Linked DNA regions of Macaca mulatta: region 1 is linked to region 2. Evidence: chromatin contacts called from public Hi-C data. All regions are on one chromosome and are shown on one strand. The core of a region is the stretch at or near the end of the contact, and the rest is flanking DNA. Distances in the headings are between cores, read along the strand shown. Region 1 overlaps PITPNC1 (phosphatidylinositol transfer protein cytoplasmic 1). Region 2 has its middle 12 kb from the start of PSMD12.

Region 1 (7,152 bases), core at 1,261-3,760, 110 kb before region 2:
CACCCATCTCAGGTCTGGAGGGAAAACAGTCCTACGAGGTACCATCACCACATTTTCCTACCCTTTCCACTATTTCGAAGGTCAAAGCCACCCTCCCCCATTTCCAGAAAGATCTTGAGGCATCAGGCAAATCCGAAGCAGCACAGTTTCTTTAGACAGCTGGGGACCCTGGGTTTCAATCTAGTCTTATCTGCTGTACCAGCACTATTTCCACTCACTTATCAAAGCAGAATATTTAGAAATGCTGCATATCATTTGGTTGCATCCTAAGTTATGGAGCATAGAGCTTAAAAGCTGGGAATGAGAATTAAAACTGGAGCTCCTAAAAGACTGCAAATTTATTTCTGAGTCTCGAGATGGAGGATACGACAGCTGTGCCATTCATCATTCCAATGATGGGTTAAGAATATTTAAAATTCACAGTCAGTAGCCCAGCCTCTCTGATTCCCAGAAACTGGTGTGCTTTCACGCCTGCCCAGCCCTGTAATGGGCTCTTCTGAGACATGGAATATTCCTGATTGTGATCTAAGGAAGGAACTTGCTCCAAGAAAACCCTGCGTTCAACATTTGGACCTTATAAAATACCCACGTTAAAGAATGGTTACTGAATCCAACATTGGATTCTCCATTTCACATACAGATTCCAAATAGGATGAGGTGTTTAAAAAATTAATTGGAAAACTGGCAATAGCTACTGAAGCTGAACACACAGATAGCCTATGACCCAGGAATTCAGCTCCTGAGAATGTAACTCACAAAACTGCCCCCTTATATTCACCAGAAAGGCACGAAACAGAATTTGTAACAGTCCTGTTTGTAGTAGCCCCAAACTCAAATGCCCCCGATAGGAGAAGAATAAATAAATCCTGGCATATTTACACCATGGAACACTACAACTATGCAGCAGTGAGAATCATCAAACACACAACAGGATAAACACACCTCACAGAGTGTGGAGGGGAAGAAATCTGACACAGAAGACGACGCACATGTTCAAAGGCCATGCAACCTGTCCCTGGTATTAGAAATCAGGGCGGTGGCTGCCCTGGGGTGGCATGAAAACAGGAATGAGGCTTGAAGGGGAGCTTCCAGGGTTTTGGTAACATTCTGCTTCTTCATCTAGGTGTGACGATTTTATTCGTTTTCTTATCAAATCACCACAAACTTGGTGGCTTCACACAACAGAGTTTATTCTCTCACAGTTCTGGAAGCCAGAAAAAAGAAATCAAGGTGTCAGCACGGCCAGGCTCCCTCCAAAGGCACGAGGGGACCATCCATTTGTTGCCTCTTTTGGTTTCTGGTGGCTCAGCTCTTCCTTGCAGCTACAGCGCCCTAATCCCTGCCTTCTGCTTCACATGTTTGCTTCTTGTGTGTCTGTGTCTTCTCCTCTTCTGTCTCTTGTAAGGACACTTGCCATTGGATTTAGGGTCCACTTAGGTAATCCAGAATGATCTCACCTCAAGATCCTTGATTGAATTATGTCTGCAAAGGTCTCCTTCCAAATAAGATCATATTCACAGGCTCTGGGGGATATTTAAGGGACCACCCTTCAACTCACTACAGTGACTCGGGTGTAAGATTGTACCCAGGGATGCATGCATGAACTTTTCTGACTGTATGTCTTATATCCATAAGGATTTTTTTAAAGTAGTTTACAACTTCTCAGAAATATATTTGTTATTCACCATAAGGCATCTTGCATGTAATCTTTTCAAAAAAATAAAAAAAAAGGAAGACCACACGTGATTGCTGGCATTTCATTGGCAAAATGCCAGCAGAGTTTTTGGCTTCTTCCAACACCCCACCTCATTTCTGATCTTACTAAAATGTGCAGAAACCTCACAGCAACTTATACTTTTGGGTTTTTTTGTTGGTTGGTTTCGTCGTCGTTTTGAGGCAGGGTCTCACTCTGTCACCCAGGCTGGAGTGCAGTAGTGTGATCACAGCTCACTGCAGTCTTGAATTCCTGGGCTCAGGCCATCTTCCCACCTCAACCTCCCAAGTAGCTAGGACTACAGTCATGCCATGCCCGGGTAATTTTATCTTTTCGCAGAAACGAAGTCTCACTATGTTGCCGGAGCTGGTCTTAGACGCCTGGCCTCAAGTGATCCTCCTGCCCGGGGTGTATGTTTTCATTATCTGATTTCCCACCACTAACAAAAGCGGTGAGATCCCTTAACAAATTACAAGCCAGAGACCGTCAGCGTGTGTGTGCTCTGTGCCACATCAGCTCAGAAAACCAGGCTATAATTTTAGACAGATGTTCATGAACTTGGGGAGGATTCCTGATGTACAGACTTGGTGCCTCCAACCCTGGACAGCAGGGAAGCAGCAGTGTTCTGCACCCAGATGACCCAGAAAGCATTTCTTAATGAACGGCCCGGCGTGATGACTCATGCTGGCTCCCACATCTGGCAGATCTGGGTTACATCACACACGGTCCTCAGTGTCCTGCGGGTTCCTGGGAACGCGCTGCCCAGAGTCAAGTGCACCAGATGCAGCAGCCGGCTGCGTTCACACGCCTCTCTGCGTCATCCTGATGGCCACACGCTATGGGGCTGGCTCCAGCTCCAGGCTCCAGAGGCTGAGCCGACTGTGAGGAAGTCACCTCCCTCTCACTTTCCCATGGGCTTAAGAAGAAGTCACCATGGAAGTAAACCCTCGTGCCCAGGGCAGGACTGCATTCTTTGTTTCTCTACACTAATAGCCCCTGGCATCAAAATTCCACTGCATTAGCTGTGTTAATCTAGAAAGCAAAACAAAACAAAACAAAACCTAAGCCATTCACATTCCTTGAATAGAATCAGAGGAGGAGAGAAGTAAGTATAAAGTTTGAAAGAATCCCAAGAAGAAATGTTGATATAAACAGCTCTTGGCATCAGGTGGATGGTGTCAGGGAAGTTACTATTTTCGTGGGGACAGAGGCTCTGACGTTCAGCTCCACTGGACCCAGAGTCCTGTGCTATGTTCTCTCATGACTGACAAAGCCCCCAGCTCATGTCTTCCTGGGCACAACACTCCTGCTTTCTTATTCACTACGGATCCTTTGAGATTTTTATTTTGTATCCTTTTATTTACTGATCAGAGCTGCCCTGAAGGCTGCTTCTGGGACACCAGCCATTCCCAGCAGTCCCCTGCCTACGGGGAGGCTCTTCTTCCCCAGGCTCATTATTGTTAGAACAGGATGGGTTCACACCCGGGGGCTCTCTCTCCAAGCCTCCTCACTCCCCATCAGTTCCACCTGTTCATTCAGAGGCGTGGCATGTCAGAGCTAGAAGGGACAATTTTTTTTAATCATTAATTTCATTCTTTTATCTGGTTTGCCAATCTATGTCCTAATTTTAAAACCAAGATTAAGAAAAAAAAAACAAAAAAACAACAACAACAAAACACCAACAACAAACTGAGATCCTGACAAGTTAAATAATTCATCATCCCTGGTTAGATAATAACACACACACACACACAAGAGTATGACCCAGGTCTCCTCATTCTTAGCTCCAAAATTACATAATGCATCCTCATTCCTCATTCTTAGCTCCAAAATTACATAATGCATCCTTGTTAATTAAAACACACACACACACACACACACATACACACACACACACACAGAAAAGCCTGTTTCCAAATCTTTAAACCTTGGGCTGAGATGTACAAATCTGCAGATATGCTCCAAAGAAATAACCTGGCTGGTTGTGGTGGCTCACACCCGCAATCCCAGCACTTTGGGAGGCCGAGGGAGATGGATGACTTGAGGTTCAAGACCAGCCTGGCCAACATGGTGAAACTTCGTCTTTACTAAAAATACAAAAATTAGTGGGGCGTGGTGGCGCATACCTGTAGTACCAGCTACTCGGGAGGCTAAGGTGGGAAGATTGCTAGAACCTGGCAGCAAGAGGTTTCAGCGAGCCAAGATCCTACCACTGCACTCCAGCCCGGGATAGAGCAAGACTCCATTTCAAATAAAAAAAGAAACAACCAAAAAGACAACAGACAGCATGAAAGGGATTGAGAAAAGGTTCGGGTTCAGTAATTCACTTGGGTGCTACGGAACCCTGACTGCATATTAGACTCACCTGGAAGCTTTCAGAAGTCCCCATGCTGAGGCCAGGACTCAAACCAATGAAATCAGAATCTCTAGAGGTGAGGTCTGGACATCAGTAAGCCACAAAGTGAATCCCATGAGCAGCTAACATGAAGCATCATTGATTTACCAGACTTCAGGCTACCATAACTGTATAGTGACCACAATCTTTGTCACCCAAGGAAGAAAAGGAGAAGGAAGGAGTCATTTATAGGCCATGATCTTCAGTTCATTCTGAGATCCTCTCTGTGCTTCTGGGGGTTCCTCAGATGTAGGGTCAAACTGAGAAGGTCTACACTGCTGATCTCACTCTGGAACAGGGTCACCCTTCCCTACCACACCTGTGGGGACAAAGGCCTATGGGCTGTACCTGGAGGCAAAAGGAGATGGTGCAAACAATCCAGCCCCGTACTCCTAGAGTGGCTCTCCCAAGTTCTCAAGATACTTTTCTTTTTTAAAAAAGGAGTCTGTTACCATATGACCCAGCAATTCCAATTCTGGGAATGTACCCCAAAGAACAGAAAGCAGAGGCTCAAACAGGTATTTGTATAACCTTGTCCATGGCAGTACTATTCACAATAGCCAAAAGGTAGAAACAACCCAAGTGTCCATCCACGGAGGGATGGATGAACAAAATGTGGTATATCCATACAATGGAATATTATTCACTCCTGAAAAGGAAGGAAATTCTGACACACACTACCACATAGATGCACCTTGAGGATATTACACTAAGTGAAATAAGCCAGATAGATACACAAGGACAAATACAGTGTGATTCTACTTATGTGAGTACCTAGAGTAGTCAAATTCAGAGACAGAAAGCGGCTCTGAAATTCAGAGATGGGTGGCTGCCAGGGGCTGCCAGGAGGGGAGCAGGCAGTTACCATGGAACAGGCAGAGTTTCAAGACACAAAGCGTTCTGCAGATGGATAGTGGTGATGCTGGCACAACAACAGGAATGCACTTAATAACACAGAACTGTACATTTAAAAATGGTTAAGATGGTAAATTTTGTTATATGTCTTTTATCTCCATTTGGAAAAGTAAACAAAAGAGAGAGCCCGCGTGTGGCCCTACCCTCGTTTGCTCAGGCATTGATGAAGGTGATTGAGGACAGAATTTCAAAGGTGAATGTGTCATCTGTAAAACACAGCACACACCAGGCCCCTGGGCTCTGTTCTGGCTGACTCCACCAGTTACAGAGCCTTGCAACTCCCCCGGGGCACAGTGAGGGCTGTCTGGCAGGCCTCTGGGTTCACATTATATAACAACCGAGCTGCCAGCTTCCAAGCAACACGAGGTGAATTCCGAAGCGCTCCACGCCTGGGATGAGCCAAGTGTTGATTAATTCCCAAATAACTTTATCGTGGGGACTTTTTCTAATTCCCAAATGCAGTGATGCCGCTTATTTGTCAGTTGAGAAATCTCTGGGTTTTTCTGTGATGGGTTGACTCAACGTATTTTTAAAGAGGAACTTACCTTTCATCTTTCCTTTCCTTTTTGCTTAGTATTCTAAGGGCAAAGAAAAACTTTAGCAAGGAGAAAATCCCACCAGCAACAGCTCTTTTGAGCTGCTCAGTAATCCAAACCTTTCAAGTAAGCTTTCTCCTTTACTGACACTTCTGTGACAGACGGCGAAGAAAAAATCATAGCTTCTCTCTGATCAGCGGTCCTAACCCTTTTCTTCAATCAGCAGTCCGTGATGATCCTATACGGGGGATAAGATGCGAAGACATCTCCTGGGAGAAATTACTTAGGCCCTGGAGGCTGATCCCAAAACCCAAGTGTGTGAACTCTGGCTGTGCATCTAAATAAACACATCCTGCTCCCCCACCATCAGACCACTGGCCCCCAGAACAGGACTTACACTTGGCCTAGAAAGCCTGCTCTGATGATTCACCAAGAAGCCCAAAGTTTGGCAGCTGGAAAAATTTAAACTTTCCCCTTTCTTAAAGTTTACAAATTAATAGTCCCTGAGAAGTCAATCATTCAACAGAAATTGGATTAAGCACCTTTCACTCGGGCATCCTACTGAGCTCAGATGGATACAGAGAAACACTCGCTTGTTTCTTCGAAATAAAATTTTGCAAAATAAATTTCTGTAAATCTGAGCAATAACAAAAAGGAGACCGGGTGTGATGGCTCATGCCTGTAACTCCAGCACTTTGGGAAGCCGAGGTGGGTGGATCGTTTGAGGCCAGGAGTTCGCGACCAGCCTGGCCAACATGGTGAAACCCGATCTCTACTAAAAATACAAAAATTACCCAGGCGTGGTGGTGAGTGCCTATAATCCCAGCTACTCAGGAGGCTGTGGCAGGAGAATTGCTTGAACCTGGGGTGCGGAGGTTGCAGTGAGCCGAGATCGTGCCACTGCACTTCCGCCTGGGTGACAAAGCGAGAACCTGTCAAAAATAAACAAAAACGGGAAGTGGTTGGGGTGGTCTAACATAAAAATGGTGTGATTTGTTTGTAATGAACTTCTAACCAGTACTCATATTTTATGTTACTGGTTTTCTTTTTCATGTAGCTACATAAAGATGAATTCCACAGTACACTTTAAGACAGAGTCTTGCTCTGTTGCCCAGGCTGGAGTGCAGTGGCACAATCTCAGCTCACTGCAACCTCCGCCTCAGCCTCAGCCTCCTGCCTCAGCCTCCCAAGTAGCTGGGGTTACAGACATGCACTACCACGCCCGGCTAATTTTTGTATTTTCGGTAGAGACGGGGTTTCACCATGTCTGGCTTTAATGCAGAACATGCCACTCTGGGGACTCCAGGAGATGTCCTGAAAGGCAGGAGAGGAGAGAGGAAGAGGTTTCCTGGATGCTCCTAACTGCCTGTTCTCACCGCTCCAAATACATAGACACTTTTCGGTCAACCACAATCCTCATTATGTGTCTAGATTCAAAATGACACCTCTCTGCCTCCCTGCCACCCTCACATCTGTCTCATTTGCTTGTCCCTGGATAAAAAGGAGAAGACCTCCTTGATTATAACTATCACTCATGCTTTGTGATTTCTACAAGGCTGTCTGTAGTCCATGGAATTCTGGAACCATAGAAC
Region 2 (6,873 bases), core at 3,703-6,202:
GATAATGACAACTTTCTCTCTATAGCAACTCTCAGTTCTCAGGAACTTCTCCTGTTCATACCTTTCCAACAGGCTTATATTGAGTTCAGAGACCCCTACATTTAACACAAACAAGGAACTATTCCAATGAAATGTTTTAATTAAAATTAATCTGTGGAATGTTACTTTTACTAATTGTTTACTCTGAAATTAATGTCTAAAACACACACACACACACACACACCCGAAAAACCCCATTCTATTCTAGACAGTAGCTCAGCTTTATTTTCTTGATCTCCCAGAGATGTTCTTTTTTCCTGGAACTAGGGAACATTTTATGTGTTAAAATAAAGTAGTAGAGAAATAGTAGACGCCAGTACCATCTATAGCAAGTCAAAAGGCCTCTGATTTTTCATTTATTTGATAGTGCTGACTTTATCTGTTTTCAAGAAATGTTTTTCCTTTTGCTGGATTAAATACTAGTGACAGGTAAAAAGCAGAGTAAGCAACAACAAATAATGGGTTTCACCATGCTCTCCTCCTGGCTTGCCTATTAACTAGCTGTGTGGCCTGGAGCACATTACCTAACCTTTCTGAATCTCAATGTATTCATCTGCAAAATATGGATAATAACACACCAGTGCCACTAATGCTCCACCGCCCACCACCACCAGAGGGTTAAATGAGGGAGAAGGGATAAGGCCAGGCACAAGAAGCAGGCAAAGTATGGGTTCTCTCACTGACTCTTCGAAGCATAAGCATTTGCTTCATTTTCAAAAGTATGGACACTGCTACCAATGAACTCTGGTGATTAAACAGAAACAAGTTCTAGAAGATCCATGTAGGTTGAATCAGTCCAGAGCCAACCAAGAGTGGAAGCAAAAGTTAGGCTCCCAGGCCGGGCACAGTGGCTTATGCCTGTAATCCCAGCACTTTTTTTTTTTTTTTTTTTTTTTGAGACGGAGTCTTGCTCTGTCTCCCAGGCTAGAGTGCAGTGGCGTGATCTCAGCTCATTGCAAGCTCCGACTCCCGGGTTCATGCCATTCTCCCACCTCAGCCTCCCAAGTAGCTGGGACTACAGGAACCTGCCACCATGCCTGCTTAATTTTTTTGTATTTTTAGTATTTTTTTGTATTTTTAGTTTCACCATGTTAGCCAGGATGGTCTCGATCTCCTGACCTCGTGATCTGCCCACCTCGGCCTCCCAAAGTGCTGGGATTATAGGCGTGAGTCACTGTGCCCGGCAATTCCAGCACTTTAAGAGGCCGAGGCAGGAGGATCACTGAAGCCCAGGAGTTCAAGACCAGCCTGGGCAACATAGCAAGTCCCTGTCTCTACAAAAGTAAAAAAATTGGCAGCACACACCTGTTGTCCCAGCTACTCAGGAGGCTGAGGTGGGAGGATCACTTGAGCCCAGGAGATGGAGGCAGAAGTGAACCAGGATCACACCACTGCACTCCAGCCTGGGTGACAGAGCAAGACCCTGTCTCGAAAGGAAAAAAAAAGTTAGGCTTCCAAAGTTTACCTAAACATCTTCTTTGAAGAAACTCAAGTTGCTTCCTCATTTTCAATGTTAAGGTCAGTGTAAAAGGGGATGGTGGAGACTGTGGAATTTACTATCAGTTCTGACTTTAGGGGTTTAACATCTGGCAAACTAGGCCTCATGTCTTCATTCATCATCAGATTTAGCTAATCTGAATCCTTTTAATTGGAAACATCTATTAATCTAAATTGCCCTCCTGCTTCTCTGACAAAGCAGAAAATGACTTCAGAATATGAACCTTACAGAAACTGAATCATACTTTAGCCAAAATGAATTATACATTAAAGAATTTATAATTATATTACAGGTGGAGTCTGATGAGTCTGATTTTGTTGGCCAATTAAGAAAGGAAGGGCTGGCCGGGCGCAGTGGCTCATGCCTGTAATCCCAGCACCTTGGGAGGCTGAGGCAGGCGGATCACCTGAGGTCAGGCATTCAAGACCAGCCTGGCAAACATGGCGAAACCTCATCTCTACTAAAACTACAAAAATTAGCCAGGCGTGGTGGCAGGCACCTATAATCCCAGCTACTCAGGAGGCTGAGGCAGAAGAATTGCTTGAATCTGGGTGGTGGAGGTTGCAGTGAGCTGAGATCTCGACATTGCACCCCACCCTGGGCAACATAGCAAGGTTCCATCTCAAAAAAACAAAAAAGAAAAGAAAAAAGGAAGGAAGGAAGGACGGACGGATGGACGGAAGGAAGGGCCTCCACCTATATCATTCAAATGTAATTACCCCATGTTATACCTGTGGATATTTCGGTACAAAAACAAAAGTGGGAAAAGCATCTGCCTGAGTGTTTCAGAAAGCCTGAAAAGGGAACTAACTAGGATAAAGAGATTTTGTAGGTAGTAGAGAAGCTTCTAGAACTGGTTCTTTTCTTGATTATCACCTGCAATTTTCTGTGTATTCCATGCAGTCCCAACATTGCTCCTAGAATCCAAACTCATATCAAAAAACAAGGTCATTAGGAGATAGAGTAGAGGGATCCACGCCTCCCAGGTGAATTACTCTAGCTCAACTGCCCAGAAGGTGGGACGATATCCACCTTTTCTGGAAAGACCTATTAACCAGTCCCATTCATTTGCCTTTCGCTTTCTCCACAAAGCTATGTCCTGCTTTTCCACTTACAAGGTCATATGCAACTCGAATCTCTGTCTACCCATCTGGCATCCACCCTTCCAGACCCTACTTAAATGCTACCTCCTCAAATGCCAAAGAACTCCAAAACTCGGTTGATCATTCTGGTGGAAGCTGATCTCTCCCTCCTTGGCAGCCTGTGTACCCCTGATGCGTTTTGTAAACTTGCAGCTACTTTGATTTTGTCTTGGATTGTACTTGGGTCTTGCCTTAACCCTTGGTCCAGATGGCAAATACGGACAGCCCCTGTGAGCACAGCCACGTTCTCAGTTAAGGATCTTTTTCTCTCCCAAAGCGCATCGCCCCTCTCACCAAGTGGTGGCTCAATAACATATCTGATAGTTTCAAGGCACCAGATTTAAATATAAAGACGGTGTGGGTGGCTGATTTCATGTGTGTTGCCACACCAAACCATACTAGTGAGTTTCACGTTGCCGTGCTTGGCTTTGGGCTCCCTCGCTGTCCCTGGACAGAGACGCTCAGCAGTCGTGAAATCACCACAAAGGTGGGCAGGAAGAAGGGGAAGAAAGGGAAGCCAGGGCTGGAATAATCCAGTCTGAGTCACCACTTCCTGAATGCTGGGGCTCGTGGCTTCGCAGGTTCGGGAAAAGGGCAGCAAAGCCGCGCTTGGAGGACGAGCCCCCGCCCCGCGCCCGGCGCCCCCAGCCGGCAGCCGCTGCCCCGGCACCACGTGCTGGAGCGCCCTCCTGTGGCCGCGTCGCAGCCTCAGCCGCTCCCGGCTCGCGGGCCGACCACGCTCCCCGCGGCGGAAGAAATAAGAGACGCAGAAAGTTTCCGAGCCAGGCGGTTTGCGAAAGGACAGAGCCGGGTCCCGAGCCTCGAAGGGCGGACGTGCCGGGAGCGGCGCCCAAGACCGCGGCGACGGCGACAAGTCGGGCCCCGCAGGGACCTCCCCCAAGGGCTCCGAGGTGCCCCCCGCGGGGCTCTGGGCGTGCAGATCCCGAGGGCGCAAGGCTCCTCCTTGCACCCCGACCTGACCGCAGAGGGCGGGGAGGGGAAGATGGGCCCACGGCCAGGACGGGGTGCCCCCCAAACCCCAGCTACAGCGCGCGCCGGGGGCTCTTGGGTTTGCTTTATTCATTTTCTTATTTGGAAGGAGGGGGCGCACCCACTCCCTTTGGCTCATTGTGATCCCCAACAGTCTGGATTCTGGGCGCCCCCAAAGAGCCCACCCGGAGTCCGCCGCCCCACCCAACGCCGCCCTCCCCCGCTGGGGTGACAAGTGGAAGCCGCAAATCCCCTTCCTCCTCTCCTCCAGCCTTCGGGCTTGCGGGGTAACGTCCACCTGGGTTTCCTGCCGCTAGCCCGGGGCTCGCCGGCCAGGAGGCGGCGGCGGTCCCGGAGCGGGCGAGGCCGGGCCGGGCGCGGCGCTTACCTCGTCTACGGTGAGCGGCATGCAGATCCGGTACTCTTTCAGCAGCATGGTCCTGCCGGCCGCGGATCCCCGGGGCGGGAAGCTGGGGGCGCCCTCCAGACCAGCAAGGCTGCCGCCCAGGCGCAGGGCAGGGCGCCCGGAGCCCAGCGCTCGTAGCCGGCGGGCGAAGCAGCCCCCGCGGCAAGCTCAGCTCCTGGCTTCCTCCTCTCCGCCCCAGAGCATGTCAGGGTTTGGGTCCGGGTGTTCGCAGCTCCTCCGCCTCCTCCCTCGCCGAGGCCGGTCCTCCCAGAACGCGGTGTTGCAAAGTCAGGGAGGTAGGGAGGGAGACCCGCTGGTGACGGCTCTGCTCGGCAGCCCAGGGTGGTAGGAGCGGCCGCCAGATCAGGACATGCCCGGCAGCGAGCGAGGGAGGAAAAAAGAGAGATTTCCAAAAATTAAAACGAATGCACAAAAGTCACCCGCTCGATCCGCCTCCGAAAGCAGAAGGGAACCTGGCGAACCCCCTCCTCCGGCGGGTCTGCCCGATGCTAATGTCACCAGGAACACATTGCAGCCGGAGCCGGAGATGCTGACTTTCCAGACAAAGGCTCGATCGGCTCCTCTCCGCGGGCGGTAAACAAGATTTCCTGCTCTTTTTAGGGCCGGTCCCCGCGCCGCTCCGGGGCTCGGCTCGGGGAGAAAAGGGAAGCCGCCGCTCGGCTCTGCCCGGCTGGGGCCCCGGGCGCCTCCAACCTCAGCTCGCGGCTGCTAGGGGCGGGCGGGAGGAAGCTGGCGCCTTCCGCGCGCGTCCCCTCCCCCGAGTCCCTTGGCTCCCCGGGCGCCGTGCGTGCCCGCGAGTTTGCAGCCACCTCGCCGGGGCCGGAGCGTCCGCGCCGATGCAGTGTGCCTGGGCCCGGGAGGTGGGTGCGGGAAGAGCGAGCGCGAGCAAGGCTGACATCAGCAGCGGCCGCGGCGGGGAGGGTAGCCCCATCCGGCCAATGGGGAAATGGCAAAGAATGTGGAGGATTTAAACAAAACAGCATGTCTCTGCCAGACGGCGGGGCTGCTCCGGAGCGGAGCCCGGCCGGCGCTGGGGAGGCTCGGGCAGAGGGGCTTCCCTCGGCTCCTTTGCCCTTTGAATCCGCTCTCCATTGTGCCCTGAGTGCCGCCGAGCTCCATCCAGCCCCTCTGGGCAGTTTCTGATCCCCTGACCCTAGGGACAAGTCACCAATGCCCACCACCTATGTGTGGTCCAGTAAGCAAGTCCAGGGCTGGAGAGGCAATGGGTGGGATTTGGGAACAAACCCTTGCCTGGTTTCAGAGGAGAGATCCTGGAAAACTGGGAAGTGCAGCCGTGTGAATGGAAATGAAGTACAAACAGGGGGAGGGAACAACCAGAGAGCACATGAACCCCACGTAGCCTGTTACCTCGCCTGGCCCGGCTCTGCAATCTTTCTGCAGATTGTGCAGGCTCCGCACAGCAGAAAGAAAGAGTAGGTTTTCGTATTCGCACTCCTAAGTTCAAAAAGTCACAGTGAAATGTCAATGAAAATGCCTGGAGTGTTGCTATTTCATCCATATTAAACAGATCCCTCATTTTAACCACAAGAAGCACATTCTTCAGTTACTCAGGAAGCAGCATGGAACTGCTGAAGTCTGTTTTTCATTTGTCTGGTATTTTTCAGCTTGTTTTTATGAAAACTTGCCGGATGAAAAATGCATCAGTTGCCTGTATGAGAATAACCTGTAAGCGTTATCTTTTCTCCGGAAAATCTTCATGCTCTGAGGTTCTGAGGCTAGAACTTGGATCGGGATGCAGATGCCTCAATATAGAATTTTGAATTGTGACTAATAAGTAATTAACCAATATGACGATGATGGGCTTGTGGCAAAAGTCATCCAGAGGGCTGGAGAGAAGGTATAACTGTGTTAACTGATACAAACCCTCCTAGGAAAATGATACCCTGTATCCAGCTTATATTTTAGTGGAAACTATTTTCCAGATAAATGCTTTCCAGAGTTGGCTCAGAAATATTCACAGCAACTAATTAAAGCTAAACCAAATTCCTCGAGGTGGAAAATCTAAATCTGACACTGCAGTGTTGAATAATAACACATTGGAAGGCTGTGATATGGAAAGAAACTCAAGCTGTTTTTCCTTTTTTTTTTTTTTTTTTTTTGCTTCTTACTTGAAAACAAATGGAAGACCTAATAATCTTCCCAGAGGCAGGAAGGCAAGGGATTGGCTAGCCCCACATACGCATTCACATAGGACATCGGGATGTGTAGGCTAGGTTCCTGGTTTCCTGGACATTTCCTGACACTGATTCTGGAAGGAAGTATTCTACTGACGGGTGACACGGTCGAGAAGCTACTTCTCTGAATTTTCCGAACTGTAAATTGTCACGTACATGCTTCCTCCATCACCCCTCTTGTTGTTGTTGTTGTTGGTTTGTGACAGAGTTTCGCTCTTGTTGCCCAGGCTGGAGTGCAATGGCATGATCTCGGCTTACCGCAACCTCCACCTCCCCGGTTCAAGCAAGTCTCCTGCCTCAGTCTCTGGAGCAGCTGGGATTACAGGCACCCACCACCACCCCTGGCTAATTTTGTATTTTCGGTAGAGATGGGGTTTCACCATGTTGGTCAGGCTGGTCTCAAACTCCTGAGCTCAGGTGACAGCCCCGGCCTCCCAAAGTGCTGGGATTACAGGTGTGAGCCACCACGCCCAGCCCACCCCTCCTGTTGTAAGGTGACTTCTCCATTGGATTCTTGTTTTCATTCAGTGCATCCGCAGACCTGGTCATACTAATCTTGTGCAAGTACAGCCACCTTCAAAA

What was found. Hi-C and Micro-C count contacts between places; a contact is called where the count stands out from the background.
Region 1: a contact with region 2 is called in a Hi-C map of blood, with 2.2 times the contacts expected there. The contact joins two enhancer-like sites. A contact is called at or near these places in 8 of 14 Hi-C or Micro-C datasets (CD4 T cells, blood, cortical neurons and 4 more).

Annotation. Positions count from the first base shown.
Region 1 is chr16:77,232,944-77,240,095 of T2T-MMU8v2.0, reverse strand. The region is part of intron 1 of PITPNC1 (phosphatidylinositol transfer protein cytoplasmic 1); the gene reads right to left. Among named protein-coding and RNA genes, the nearest start is that of PITPNC1, 78 kb to the right of the region's middle. Within about 2 kb of position 2,510, at least 22 of the 40 cell types and tissues checked have an H3K27ac peak or open chromatin away from gene starts, as enhancers often do. A contact at or near this core is called in blood, where this site is marked.
Region 2 is chr16:77,125,105-77,131,977 of T2T-MMU8v2.0, reverse strand. No RefSeq gene overlaps it. Among named protein-coding and RNA genes, the nearest start is that of PSMD12, 12 kb to the right of the region's middle. Within about 2 kb of position 4,952, at least 37 of the 40 cell types and tissues checked have an H3K27ac peak or open chromatin away from gene starts, as enhancers often do. A contact at or near this core is called in blood, where this site is marked.